3 separate regions of the Sus scrofa genome follow, and all the other regions are linked to region 3. Evidence: chromatin contacts called from public HiChIP or PLAC-seq data. All regions are on one chromosome and are shown on one strand. Each heading gives the region's core, a stretch centred on a gene start, on an enhancer-like site or on the middle of the called end of the contact. The rest is flanking DNA. Distances are from core to core; before and after follow the strand shown.

Region 1 (4,405 bases), core at 519-3,018, 210 kb before region 3:
GTGACCTACACCAGAGCTCATGGCAACACCGGATTGAACCTGCTAGTTAGATTAGTTTCCACTGAACCACAATGGGAACTCCCAAGAAGTAAAATCTTAAAAGGCCACATTATCCTCCCTGAAAGCTGCACTACCTGTTATTCCCACCAGCAGGATCTGAGTGTGTCCATTTTTTGACACTTTCACCAAGGCTGAGGTGGTGGTGTTTTTCCCCTTTACCAATCTGACAGCAGAAGTTGCACTACCTCCTTGCTTCCTAACTGATACTTCTTGGGTTCATCTTGATGGGTAAACTTTCAAAAAATTATTTAGTGGCTAATTCCTATTTTGTCTTTTATGAGTTGTCTGCGCATATATTTCTGTGGGTGGTATTTCCGTATCACATTTCTAGCACTAAAATCAGGTCTTTCTCAAGTGTCTAGGTTTCCCAAATAAAAGTGGGTCAGGTTAAGAGTTTGGAAAAGTGCTGAAATCATGGTTAAAAGACTAAGAAGGAGTTCCCCCTGTGGCACAGTATGTTAAGAACCTGACTGCAGTGGCTTGGGTTGCTGCAGAGGTATGGGTTTCACCCCCCACACCACGCAGTGGATTTAAGGATCTGGCATTGCCACAGCTGCAGCTTGGATTTAATCCCTGGCCTGGGAACTTCATTATGCCACTGGTGAGGCCATTAAAAAAAAAAAAAAAAAAAAAGACTGAGAAGGTGGACCCCTGAAGGAAAATGGATGCAGAATTCGTGAGCCTGGACAGTGGAAACGAGGAGTAATTTTAAAGGAGAGGACTGTTAATAATTTGAAAAGGAGGGGGAAAGTGAGGGAAAGGGTCTTCTGAGCACCTCCCCTCTCCTATTAAACTGAAGTCAGAGGGGAAGAGAGCAGGAGGCAGCTGCTGGAGTTGAGGTAGGAATGAATCCAATTCAGATTCATATGCCTCTCTCTCAGGACATGGTTACTGAAAACATGAAGAAGGCAATAAATCTTCATAAACCAGTCTAAGGTTAGCTAATCAGAACCACTTCTGGGCATGAGCTGGGATATACTGCAAGTTGTGAGCTTTCTCTCTTTTATACATCACAAGTGAGGAGATATCTATGGATAGAGGCTAAGACGTCTGCGGCCCTGCTCCAGGCCCATTCCAGCCCTAATTAAGAATATGACCATGAGGAGATAGCAGAGTGAACTAACAAGCGTGGAAGAGCCAGATGCAAGCCACATCCAAAAAGATGATTTGGCTGCTATAGCAGTGTGGCTTTGGAAATTTACATCTTGTCTGACTTGGGGGTGTAAGCCCTGAAGTCTTGTAACAGGAGATGCTGTTTTTAAAACTTAGTCACCCTAAATAGCTCCTCTCACTGAGAAACCAGATACTCAACCATCTGTGACATGTGCAAGTTGGAAGCAGAAGTCCACCACCATGACCCATTCCAAGTCCACTTTAGAGACCCGAATCTGTGGGAGGGTAAACGTTCCAGAGTAAAGACACATACTCTGATCAACCTTGGACTTTTTGACAAGACAGCAGGTAGAAGTAAGGAAGATGCCAAGCAAACAGCTCTGAGAGGAATGCCTATCTTGACAACAAGCCACTAAGAAAATACGGCTTCTCCTGCCCACTTGTCAAGAGAAGACAGAGTGCCATAAACCAAGAAGCGCTTCTTTAAAAAAAACTGCTAATTCTAGGAAGTGGCACTTATGGGGCAACTAATACATTCTTGCTTAGTCTTGTGGAACACTGATGTTGAAAGGTCGGTATAAGGGGTTGCTATAAAAATCTTTCCCTCAAACTCTTGAGCAATGCTGGAGGGAATGCAAGAAGGTGTAGTCATTGTGGAAAATAGTACAGCAGTTCCTCAAAAAATTAAAAATAGAGTTACCATAGGACTCAGTAATTCTATTTCTGGGTATATACCCCAAAGAGTCTTGAGTCTTGTAGACATATTTGTACACTCATGTTCATAGAAGAATTATTCACAATAGCCAAAAGATAGAAGCAACCCATGTGTCAAACGACAAATGGATGGATAAACAAAGTGTGGAATATACATACAATAGAATACTATTTGGCCTAAAAAAGAAAGGAAATTCTGACATATGCTACTACATGAATCAATCATGAAGACATTATGTTCAGTGAAATGAGCCAGTCACAAAAAGACAACTTATATGAGGTAAGAGGACTCAAATTCACAGAGACAGAAAGGTGAATGGTGGTTGCCATGGGGCTGGGGGGGGAGGGAGGAATGGAGAGTTATTGTTTAATAGGTAAAGAGTTTCAGTTTTGCAAGATGAAAAAAGGTTCTGTGGATGGATGGGGATGATGGTTGTAACCAATATGAATGGACCTAATGCCAGTGAATTGTCCATTTTAAAATGATAAATTCTGTGTTATGTATACTTTACTATTTAATCATTTTCAAAAATGATTAAATCTTGCCACCAATTTTCAGAGGAAATTTTTCAATCTTCTCTACCGTATTTTAAAACTCTGGTACCACCTATAGCTTATCTGTTCCCTAATGTAAATAAAAGGCAAAATAAATGAATACACAGCATAGACGCATCAGGGAAATACTCTGTGCCCCTGGAGCTAGTTTCATGTGGCAGCTCTGTGAGCACTCAAACCAATGATCAGGCTGTAATTTTTTTTTTTAATGCCAGATTTTTCTAAGAAAATTTGTTTTACGAGTCTGGAAAACAAAAATGCTCCTTAAAAAACAAAGAGAAGAAAAGAAAGGAAAAACAGCGAGTTCCCATGGTGCCTCAATGGACACCAATCTGACTAGTATCCATGAGGACAGAGGTTGATTCCTGGCCTCGCTCAGTGGGTTAAGGATCCGGCGTTGCCATGAGCTGTGGTGTAGGTCACAGACTTGGCTTGGATCCTGCGTTGCTGTGGCTGTGGCGTAGGCCAGCGGCTACAGCTCAGATTCAACCCCTAGCCTGGGAACCTTCATGTGCCATGAGTGCGGCCCTAATAAGATTAAAAAAAAAAAGAAGAAAAGAAAAACAAATCCAATTACCCAGTGCCCCTTCACTCATAGTTTAACAATCACTAATATAAAAGAAATATACTTTAATGGTTCACAATTGTGCAAAGGTCATAGGTTATAAGTGCAAATTTAATTTCTGTAAGAGAAAAATAATCATTGCTAAAGATTTTTTGATAACTAGGACTGCCCCACTGGGAGTAAGGGCCTGGAAGTAAAGCTGTTACAGCACTTCCTATCTTATATTTTTTTTTTTTTTTTGTCTTTTTTTTTTTTTTGCTATTTCTTGGGCCGCTCCCGCGGCATATGGAGGTTCCCAGGCTAGGGGTCGAATCGGAGCTGTAGCCACTGGCCTACACCAGAGCCACAGCAACGTGGGATCCGAGCCGCGTCTGCAACCTACACCACAGCTCACGGCAACGCTGGATCGTTAACCCACTGAGCAAGGGCAGGGACCGAACCCGCAACCTCATGGTTCCCAGTCGGATTCGTTAACCACTGCGCCACCACGGGAACTCCCCTATCTTATATTAATTTAAGGTCACGAAGCAATGTCAAATATGTGATTTCACCTAAGCCGCAAAAGCCACTCTATAAGGTAGGTTCTACTATCGCCAATTCTGAGGAGGAGAAGGACACAGTGATTAAGTATCTTGACCAAAATCACCTTTCTGCTAAGTGGCTAGAACCAAGGTCTTACAAGTTCAAATCCATTCTTGTATTCCCCTAAACCTTAAATTTAGCTCTCTAGTCATAGGCTTTATTGATCCGGGATCTGCCCCAAACGACGACTTGCTGCTTGGGGCTGTGAGCATGAGGAGGGAGGAGCACCACCATGGGAGCACCGAGGCCTCACTTCCTCGCTCATGAAAAGAGAGATCACTCCACATACCCACCGGTTAGCATTATTGGTGGGATCAAAGGAAATTACATACGAAAATACTTAAAAGGCATAAAATAAAATGTTAAGTCCTAGAGAATTCTCTGGAGGGCCGGTGGCTAGAACTCGGCACTTTCACCACTGTGGCCTGGGTTCAATCCCTGGTCTGGGAACTGAGATCCCACATGAAGCTGCTGCATGCTGTGGCAAAAAAAAAAAAAAAATTAAGTCCTAAGAGGCAGAGTTGTCAGGAGACTAAGGTTCCCTGATTCTTACCATCGGGAAGGCTGAGTGTGGGAGGGAAGTGTGGATGCAAAACCAGCCAATTGGCATACCTAACTGGTATCCACCATGGGAGGAGAGAGTGACACACTGCTTCCTTTGGAGAGCAGGTGACAGTCTGCCAAGGGCACCAGAGACACTTGGTACTCTCAGCCCTCTCCTCACTCAGGCATTTCCAGATGCTAAGGAAAGATATAGGGATAAAGGAGCTATGTAACTGAATGTGCTATAGGTTGGGCATTAAAACAAAAATAATC
Region 2 (4,379 bases), core at 1,428-3,927, 160 kb before region 3:
TATCCTTTAGACTATGGCGGGTTTTGAGCTCCAACAGTAGATGTGAACAGTTTAGACGGAGACTATAGCCGAAAAACCTGAAATATTTACTCTCTGGCCCACTGCAGAGAGGTTCACCAGCTTCTGGTCTACAATCATATCATGCCCCTGTGTCCCCACAATACCCAGTCCAGTATTTTACACAGACCAGGGACTACTAAATCCCTTACTCAGCATCTTTCAGCAACAATCTTCCTTGCTGACCTCACGCATCCCACAGGGCTCATGTGAAAACATGCTTCTCCTGTTGTATGTGTGCAGTCCCTTCCCAATTTAGATTCAATACATCTAATGCTAGAATGCACAATCTAGAAAACTGAAAAGCTCATTCATATCAAAACACAAACAAGGTAGTTCTAGGCAGCAAAACCCCTGTTGAGGAAGGGAGGAGAACTAAACAGCAATGGACAGACTAAAGATGATGCCCACTGGGCTGTATTTGTTCTTGTTTTTTTCCCCACCCTAAAAACTAGGTTTGCATTTCTGGTTAGTTCCTGACTGACAGTACTTGGGAATTATACTATACCCAACCCAGCCCCTGGCTTGCCTCCCCCCTCCCACAAAGATAACTACATTTATAGGAAAACCAGTTAAAAATTAAGGGTGTGTACAAAAGCAGATAAAAGAGCCAGAGATATCAATGTAGGAAAAGCTTGTGCAATATCAAGCAACTATCAATGCAGATAAGAACAATAATCCCTGCTCTGGCTACCGGGCAAGTCTGGCAGGAGGATCAGTTGAGATTAGGAAGGCAACAGCCAGTGTGGCAGCAGCTGCATGTTCCGAGCCTCTCAGTGTGTCCCCATGACAGGTAACACCTGTGAAGACCTCCATCCTCGCCACCACCATCGTGAACAAAACACTTAATACAGAGCATGATGTGTGGCAACCACATTGGACCTGGGGTTTACAAGACTTAAGGGACTATATGAGGTGTTCGGCCTTAGACACATCTTCAAACCTCTCTGGGCTTCTTATCTGTAAAGCAAAGCTGTTAATATTGCTATCGCTGTTAGGAAACAAGGAAGAGAACGTACATGAAAGCACACTGTAAATCTCCCAATACAAATGTAAAGCAGATGTTGTTACCATTCATTTATTAAAGAACTACACTGTAGCTCCCACTACTTCCTATTACCTGCCAAATACGTTTCTAGGTTCTGTGAATAAGACTGTGAATGAATCAAAGCTCATCATCTCTAGTGCTTAGAGTCCATCTGATGACAAAAAAAAAAAAAAAAAGATATAATTGTGAAAAACGTTATGAAAAAAAAATAGCAGGCATTCCTTGGTGGCTCAGTGGGTTAAGGATATGGTGTTGTCACGGCTGTGGCTCTGGTTACTGCTGTTACATGGGTTTGATCCCTGGCCTGGGAATTTCCACATGTCATGGGTGTGGCCAAAAAGAGAAACACACATACAAACACACACACACACACCCCCACACAAACAACAAGTTAAATATACATAAGGTGAAGAAGGATGCTACTGTAAGCATCACACTCAGGGAAGGTTGCTGAAAGAAAGGAAAGAAGGGAGCAGTCATGGACCCAATGGGGAAGGAGCATTCCTAGCAGAGATCAACCTGTACCAAGGCCTGGAGATGGGAGCATGTGTGAGGTGTCTGAGGCACAGAGACAGGCCTTTGTGGCTGGGATAGCACTGTCTTGGGCACTGGTGCCACTGATCAGACATATTATGGGCTAGCACCTTTATGAATGAGGCTATGAGGTAATGCTGGAACTTGAAGTGCAGGACTTAGGTAAGTGAACTAATAACAGGAAGGCAGAGGGGCAGGAGTGATCCTAACAATGGTATCAACATCTAGTAGAACTTAGTATGTGTCCAACACTGCTCCACACACACTTTTATCTGCAGTATTTCATGAAATTCTGAAATATTTCATGAAAGAGCTGCACTTGTGGCATGTGGAAGTTCCTGGGCCAGGGAGAGAATCTGAGCCACAGCTGCAACCCATGCCACAGCTGCGGCAACATCCGATCCTTAACCTACTGTGCTGGACCAGGGATAGAACCCACACTGCCACAGGGACAACACCGGATTCTAAACCCACTGTGCCACAGCAGGAACTCCAGGAAATTCTTATAAAGCCTCACTGTCCTTACTTAACACCTGAGAGAACAGAGTCCAGTTACCTCTCATGCCTGAGGTCACAGGGCTGCTAGGGCAGGATTCGGGCTCAGGCTGCCACACGGCTGGGACTACACCCTCATCTGCTGCACTGACAAGCATTACACAGTTAAGGAACACAGACAGCTCAGACTGGAGAAAGAGAAGGGTGCAGGGGAGTGAAGACCAGAGGAGCAGAAGGAGCGAAGACTGAGGGAGGCCACAAGGGAGCCACTCGGCATTTTTAACAGTGAAGAGCAGATGACAAGAGGCTTTTTAGGAAGGTCGGCACAGTGACAGAGGAGGGAGAATGTGAGAAAGATATAATGAGGGTGGGTATCATCATTCAGGTAAGAGATGACCAGGGCCAAGAGCTTAGGGAGGTAGAGAACCAACTGGCTATTCATACACCATCTTGCGAAAGCTTCAGAGAATCTGCACAGTGACTGTGTTTTCAGCCAAGTCATTTAGTCAGCCTAGCACGTCACAGCTGCTTACAACATGCAGTCTTTCGGCTCATTGAGAGTTTTACGCTGCTGACCTTATTTCCCAACCTCTCAGCTTAAGAGGTTATTAAAGTTGTCACTCCCAAACTTGGCTTCCAGCTTAGCTAAAAGGTCTGGAAAATCACCTCCTCCCGACCTCTTCATCTTGACATTATTCCAAATAGATATGTCATGCAGGCATTTCAGCCACAGAGTTTAGTACCACTGAACACTGTGGAGGATTGGATGAATGCAGGTTTTCAAACCTGTGATTCCAAAAACAGGACAAGAATCTCCCTCTTACTCTACTTCATGAGATCGAAATCTCTTTTCTGACAAAAGAGGAGACATTCAGGACTTGAATGTCTTAATCCTTCCCCCCTTTCTGAAGTGCCTGGACAAACGGCATGGCAAAATGCAGCAATACCAAACCAACAAAAACCAAAATGAGTGTAAAAAACTTTGGCCTTTAATCTGCTTTGATCACTGAATTCACTGTGCAGGTCACAGCCCTTCTGGGCAGAGGTTTCCTGAGTAAAAGGAGATGTGCAATGACAACCCCCCCGTCACTCCTCAGAGGGATGACAATAAAAGTGGGGGAAATAATGAAAATGGCAATATATTTGAGGAGAGACTTTTTTATTTTATGGCTGTGCCCATGGCAAGTGAAAATTCCTGGGCTAGGGATTGAACCCACAGCATGGCAGTGACCCGAGTCACGGCAGTGACAATAATAGATCCTCGACTGCTGGGCCACCAGGGAACTCTGAGGAGGGACTTTTAATAAAGACCAGAACTTCTGTCATGGTTATTTTTAGAACATAAGCTGCTTAAGGTCAGGGACTGCTTTCAGCTTATTTCCTCTCTGGAATTTGAAAGACAGACCACACACACAGAGTAGGCAGGGCAGAAAGGGCCTGTCTCAGTTTCTCATGGGAACAAGCAGACCCCCACACGGCAGGGGTGGGGGTGGGGCGGCACAGGCTCAACAAGGAGTCCACAGCTGGCCTGGCCTGGGCTCCTTCCTGCGTCCCACTGTGGCCTCCTCACCAAGTGGAAACCCCACTCACAGAGAGGCAACTGAGACCAGCCACGAGCACTTTCTCTGGCCGAGAGGAGAATAAAGAACTCTTGGGTCTGGCTACTGCCAGGACTAGAGTGGCTGGTTCTAGCAGTGACACAGAGCTCGGGGTGGCTGAGGCCCTGTGAGGTAACGACAGCCAGGGCAAACAGGAGGTACGGGGGGGCTTTTCGCTCCGGACTAGGAAGCTGGCAGTACAGCCAGCAGATGGGACTGCCCACCGAGCACCCAGTAGTAGAAATCAACAAAAACTAACATGCTAACAAAAGCACCCAGATGGCACTGAGTGTAAGACTTGGGGAGTTTGGGAAAGCTTCATCAATACAACCAGAAAGAGTTCCCATTTGGCTCATCAGTAACGAACCTGACTAGTAACCACAAGGATGCGGGTTCGATCCCCGCCTCGCTCAGTTAGGTTAAGGTTCCGGTGTTGCCGTGAGCTGTGGTGTAGGTTGCAGACGTGGCTCAGATCCTGTGTGGCTGTGGCTGGCAGTAAGAGCTCCAATTTGACCCCTAGCCTGGGAAATTCCATATGCTGCACATGCGGCCCTAAAAACAAACAAACAAAAAAACAGCAATAGGCCTCTAGAACAATTGCAACTAAGGCCTCCTCGTAGGGACCCCTATTTAGGTTCTCTATTTCT
Region 3 (4,631 bases), core at 736-3,235:
GTAAATGTTATACTCCATTTATAGTTACTGTAAAATATTGGCTATATTTCCCACATTGTACAATATATCCTTTTAGCTTATTTTTTAATGTTTATTTTAGTAGATTTACAATGTTCTGTCAATTTCTGTTGTACAACAAAGTGACCCAGTCGTCCATATATGTATACATTCTTTTTCTCACATTATCCTCCATCATGTTCCATCACAAGTGACTAGATATAGTTCCCTGTGCTATACAGCAGGATCTCATTGCTTATCCTCTCCAAATGCAATAGTTTGCATCTATTAACCCCAAACTCCCAGTCCATCCCTCTCCCTCCTCCTCCCCCTTGGCAACCACAAGTCTGTTCTCCATGTCCATGAGTTGTTTTTTTTTTTTCTATAGATAGGTTTATTTGTGCCATATATTGGGTTCCAGATATAAGCGATATCATATGGTATTTGTCTTTCTCTTTCTGACTTATTTCACTTTAGTATGAGGATCACTAGTTCCATTCATGTTGCTGCAAATGGTATTATTTTGTTCTTTTTTATGGTTGAATAGTATTCCATTGTGTATATATACCACATCTTCTTAATCCATTCATCTGTCGATGGACGTTTAGATTGTTTCCATGTCTTGGCTATTGTGGATAGTGCTTCTATGAAAATAGGGGTGTGTGTATCTTTTTCAGTGAAAGTTTTGTCTGGATATATGCCCAGGAGTGGGATTGCTAGGTAATATGGTAATTCTCTATTTCCTTTTAGCTTATTTTATGTCTAATATTAATTTCCTACCCCTATACTGCTTCTCCCTCTTCTCTCTCCCCACTGGTAACCACTAGTTTGTTCTCTGTATCTATAAGCTTCTTTTTTGTTGTATTTGCTGGTTTGTTGTATTTTTTTTATTCCACATATAGGTGATATCATACAGTATTTGTCTTTCTCCAATTCCACCCATGTTGCTGCAAATGGCAAAATTTCATTCTTTTTTATGGCTGAGTAGTATTCCATTGTGTATATATCCTACATCTTTTTTGTCCATTCATCTGTTGATAGACTTAGGGTGCTTCCATGTCTTGGCAATTGTACATAATGCTGCTGTGAACATTGAGGTTCATATATCTTTTTGAATTAGTATTTTTGGTGGTTTTTTCTGATGTATACTCAGGAGTGAAATTGCTAGGTCATGTGGTAGTTCTAGTTTTAGTTTTTTTAAAAACCTCCATACTGTTTCCCAGTGGCTGCACTAATTTACCTTCCCAACCACAAGTGGGGCTCTCTTTTCTCTGCATCCCCATCAACATCTGTTATTTATGTTCTTTTTGATGATAGCCACTCTGACAGGCAAAAAATCCAATTTTTAAACAGGCAAGTGATATGGAGAATTTACCAGAGAAGATCTATGCAAGGTAAATAAGCATATGAAAATCTGCTCAACAATATTAGTCATCTGGAAAGCACAAATTAAAAGGACAATGAGGTAGTACGACACATCCACTTGAATGGATAAAAATTTTCTTAACTGACAATGGAAGGCATTGGGAATGACAAGGGACAACTGGAATTGTCATATTTTGCTGGTGAGAATGAAAACGATGCAGCCTCTTTGCAAAACAGTTTATCAGTGTTTTATAAAGTTAAATTATACTTACCGTACCACTCAGCAATTTTCTTCCTAGAAATGAAATAAAATTCTACTCCCAAGAGAAGGGAAAATACATGTCCACACAAAGACCTATATGTGAATAGTCATAGCACTTAATTCGTAATAGCCCTAAACAGTGCTAATGATCAACTGGTGGAATGGGTAAACAAACAATTGCGATGTATCTATACAATGCAGTATTTCTCAGGAGTGGAAAATAATCTGTTATTGATACATGCAACCACATAGATAAGTCTCAAATGCAACATACTAAGAAAAGAAGCCAGACACAGAAGACTACTATATGATTTTGTTACTATATGATTTGCCCAGCAGTCCCGCAGCAGCCGCAGTGTATCAGCTCTAGTGACAGCCCTGTGGCTGTAGTGTACCAGCTCCAGCAGCTCTGTGGCTGCAGTGTCTCAGCTCTTTTACCCAGCGAGAAACCAAGCGAGCACTCGAGGGTTGGAGAACTCAGGTTTATTATGCCGGCGGGCTCAGAGGATATCGCTCTCTGGAATCTGAGCCCCAAAGAAGGGTTTCACAAGGCTTTTATGGGCTACCTCTTCCAGGTCCATGCTTGGCTGGTAGGACCGGAGTGAGGTCAGGCAAGGGAGTAGATGTGGAAGCAAGTTTACAGAAGCGGATGTGGCGGGGGCGGGGGGGGGGGGTGGTGGTGGTTAGGGGCAGTTGGCTGGACTTTGCTTAGTCATCATGGCCAGGGTCTCTCCTTCCTACCTTTTTATTGGGACATTTTCTCCTACAATTTGATTTATATGACATTCTAGAAAAGGCAAAACTATAGTGATAAGAAACTTTTTGGGGTGATAGAAATGTCTTGATTGTGGTGGTGGTTACGTGACTGTGTACATTTGTTTAACACACTAAACTCTACACGTTTAAATGGGTGAGTTTTCATTGTATATAAATAATACCTCAATAAGGCAGATTTTAAAAACAAGGAATGATTTGCTTTTTTTTTTTTTTTTTTTTTAATTTCGGTGGCTGACCCGAAGGTTCTACTGAGAACAGATCAGGGAATTCAGAAAGAGAAGTAGGGGAGTTCCCGTCGTAGCGCAGTGGTTAATGAATCCTACTAGGAACTACGAGGTTGTAGGTTTGATCCCTGGCCTCACTCAGCAGGTTAAGGATCCAGCGTTGCCGGGAGCTGTGGTGTAGGTCGAGGACGCAGCTTGGATCTGGCATTGCTATGGCTGTGGTGTAGGCTGTCAGCTGTAGCTCCGATTAGACCCCTAGCCTGGATCTAATCAGAGCTCCATATGCCACAGATGCAGCTCTAGAAAAAGACAAAAAAACAAAAACAGAGAAGTAGGACTTGAGGGTTACAGGTGTCAAGATAATGACTTCCGGTTTTGGACCTGTTAATGAAGTCGAGATAATGAAGGCACAGAGAGAATAAAAGAGACATATAGAAATGTGAAGGAAAAAAAAACCCTGTAATGCAGTAAAGAGAAAAAAAGAAAGCATGAAATTGAGAAAAGGAAAGACGATTTTTGTACATATGCTTTTTTTGTTTTGCCTATTTTTGACTCATTTTATTTTTTCTCCCCTCTTTATTCTCTTAGCCATTCCTTTGGGGGTGGGGGCAGTGTCTTACACACCACGGGTGAACATTCTGTGCTTCTAAAGTCTCCTTCTAAACAGACCACACATGTGCATTCCTACACACACACACACACACACACACACACACACACACACCAGAAAATGAGAACCATAGCGAGAAAAAGTAAACCAAGAAAACAAGAAGATAAAGATATTTGGCCACAGCCCTAACGTGCACTAGTAGGGAAACTCCATCCTTGGTCTTTCACATTCTAAGGAGAGAAGCAGCAGCAAAGTACCAGGTTATTTGCCTGAGTTTAAACAGCTGAATAGGAAAAGCGCTTTAATAGCTCCCATTAGGACTTGGGCCAAGGACTTTTCCTTTGGGTTTGTTGTGAATAATTAAAGGTTAATGAAGGCATTTTTCTTTTAGCCCGGGGCGGGGAGGGGCAACCACACCAGCCATCATCCTAATTGAATCCAACTGGGAAACTCCAGACACCTTCAGTAACAAATTTGCAGTGGTTCTGGGCCTTTTAATCTGTATCCACCAAAGGCAATGAGGCTGTATTTTTATTTCCGTCCTAACACTGAAGAAATTAAAATTCAGAAAAGCCGCAGGATCTACCCACTCCCTCATAAAAAGGACCAAAGGACAGATGTTCAGGACCATGTGGCATTTTGTTTTTAGAAGAGGCAGACAAGAGCTTCTCGGACTGTTGGGGCCTGGGTTCTTCACAGGTTGTCAGGATAACACCCAGATCCTATCCACCAGGTTTGTGGACCAGGTTTGTGGACTGCCGTCACCATTTGTAGCAGTGGCTCAGCAAAGGAGAAGGCAGGCCTCTTTGGGACCATCAAGATCTTTTGAGAGAGCTGATGAACAGAGTGGCTTGGCTTCTGCCCCAAATACATATCAAGATATTTCTCACTCCAACTGTATTGTGTAAAACATCACACAGCTAGAGAGTGTTAAGAGCTGGGTGTGAATCCAAATTCTAATCCCAAAGCTTTGCTCACAACCATCATTTTCTGCTGCCTCCTATTGCTTTCTAAAATTTCCAGTGTAGGTATTATTATGAAGGAAAGAAGGAAGGAAGGGAGGGAGGGACATGCCCTCTATTTCCATCTCCACATATTTCCATAAAGAACTTTGCAGTCTGCCTTTTAGAGCTGAGCACTTGTCTCCCACTGTCATTCATTCTCCCCAAGGAAGGAGTTATTTGTCTGAAAGGTGAAATTGAGAGAAAGGTCACTCTGATATGCAAAGGTAAATGCTTAGTAATTGGCTTTGGGATAAAGGTGGGGGTGGGGGTGGAGGAGCCCTGACTCACAGCATGTGCCATTTTCTGTAGTATAAACACTCCCACCCTGGCTGATTTCAAGCTACTGCAGTAGGGTCAACCAGTCAGCAAAATTCCTGAAAAGTGACCATTCA

What was found. HiChIP or PLAC-seq counts read pairs in DNA pulled down with a chosen protein or histone mark.
Region 1: a contact with region 3 is called in an H3K27ac HiChIP or PLAC-seq map of alveolar macrophages. The contact joins two enhancer-like sites. A contact is called at or near these places in 1 of 47 Hi-C or Micro-C datasets (epiblast stem cells) and 1 of 2 datasets of contacts at active chromatin or transcription factors (alveolar macrophages).
Region 2: a contact with region 3 is called in an H3K27ac HiChIP or PLAC-seq map of alveolar macrophages. The contact joins two enhancer-like sites. A contact is called at or near these places in 2 of 47 Hi-C or Micro-C datasets (embryonic fibroblasts and heart right ventricle) and 1 of 2 datasets of contacts at active chromatin or transcription factors (alveolar macrophages).

Annotation. Positions count from the first base shown.
Region 1 is chr3:72,938,849-72,943,253 of Sscrofa11.1, reverse strand. All of the region lies in intron 17 of AAK1 (AP2-associated protein kinase 1), which reads right to left. Among named protein-coding and RNA genes, the nearest start is that of NFU1, 42 kb to the left of the region's middle. Within about 2 kb of position 1,768, at least 9 of the 83 cell types and tissues checked have an H3K27ac peak or open chromatin away from gene starts, as enhancers often do. A contact at or near this core is called in alveolar macrophages, where this site is marked.
Region 2 is chr3:72,892,224-72,896,602 of Sscrofa11.1, reverse strand. The region is part of intron 5 of AAK1 (AP2-associated protein kinase 1); the gene reads right to left. Among named protein-coding and RNA genes, the nearest start is that of NFU1, 89 kb to the left of the region's middle. Within about 2 kb of position 2,677, at least 32 of the 83 cell types and tissues checked have an H3K27ac peak or open chromatin away from gene starts, as enhancers often do. A contact at or near this core is called in alveolar macrophages, where this site is marked.
Region 3 is chr3:72,730,740-72,735,370 of Sscrofa11.1, reverse strand. No RefSeq gene overlaps it. Among named protein-coding and RNA genes, the nearest start is that of AAK1, 61 kb to the left of the region's middle. Within about 2 kb of position 1,985, at least 3 of the 83 cell types and tissues checked have an H3K27ac peak or open chromatin away from gene starts, as enhancers often do. A contact at or near this core is called in alveolar macrophages, where this site is marked.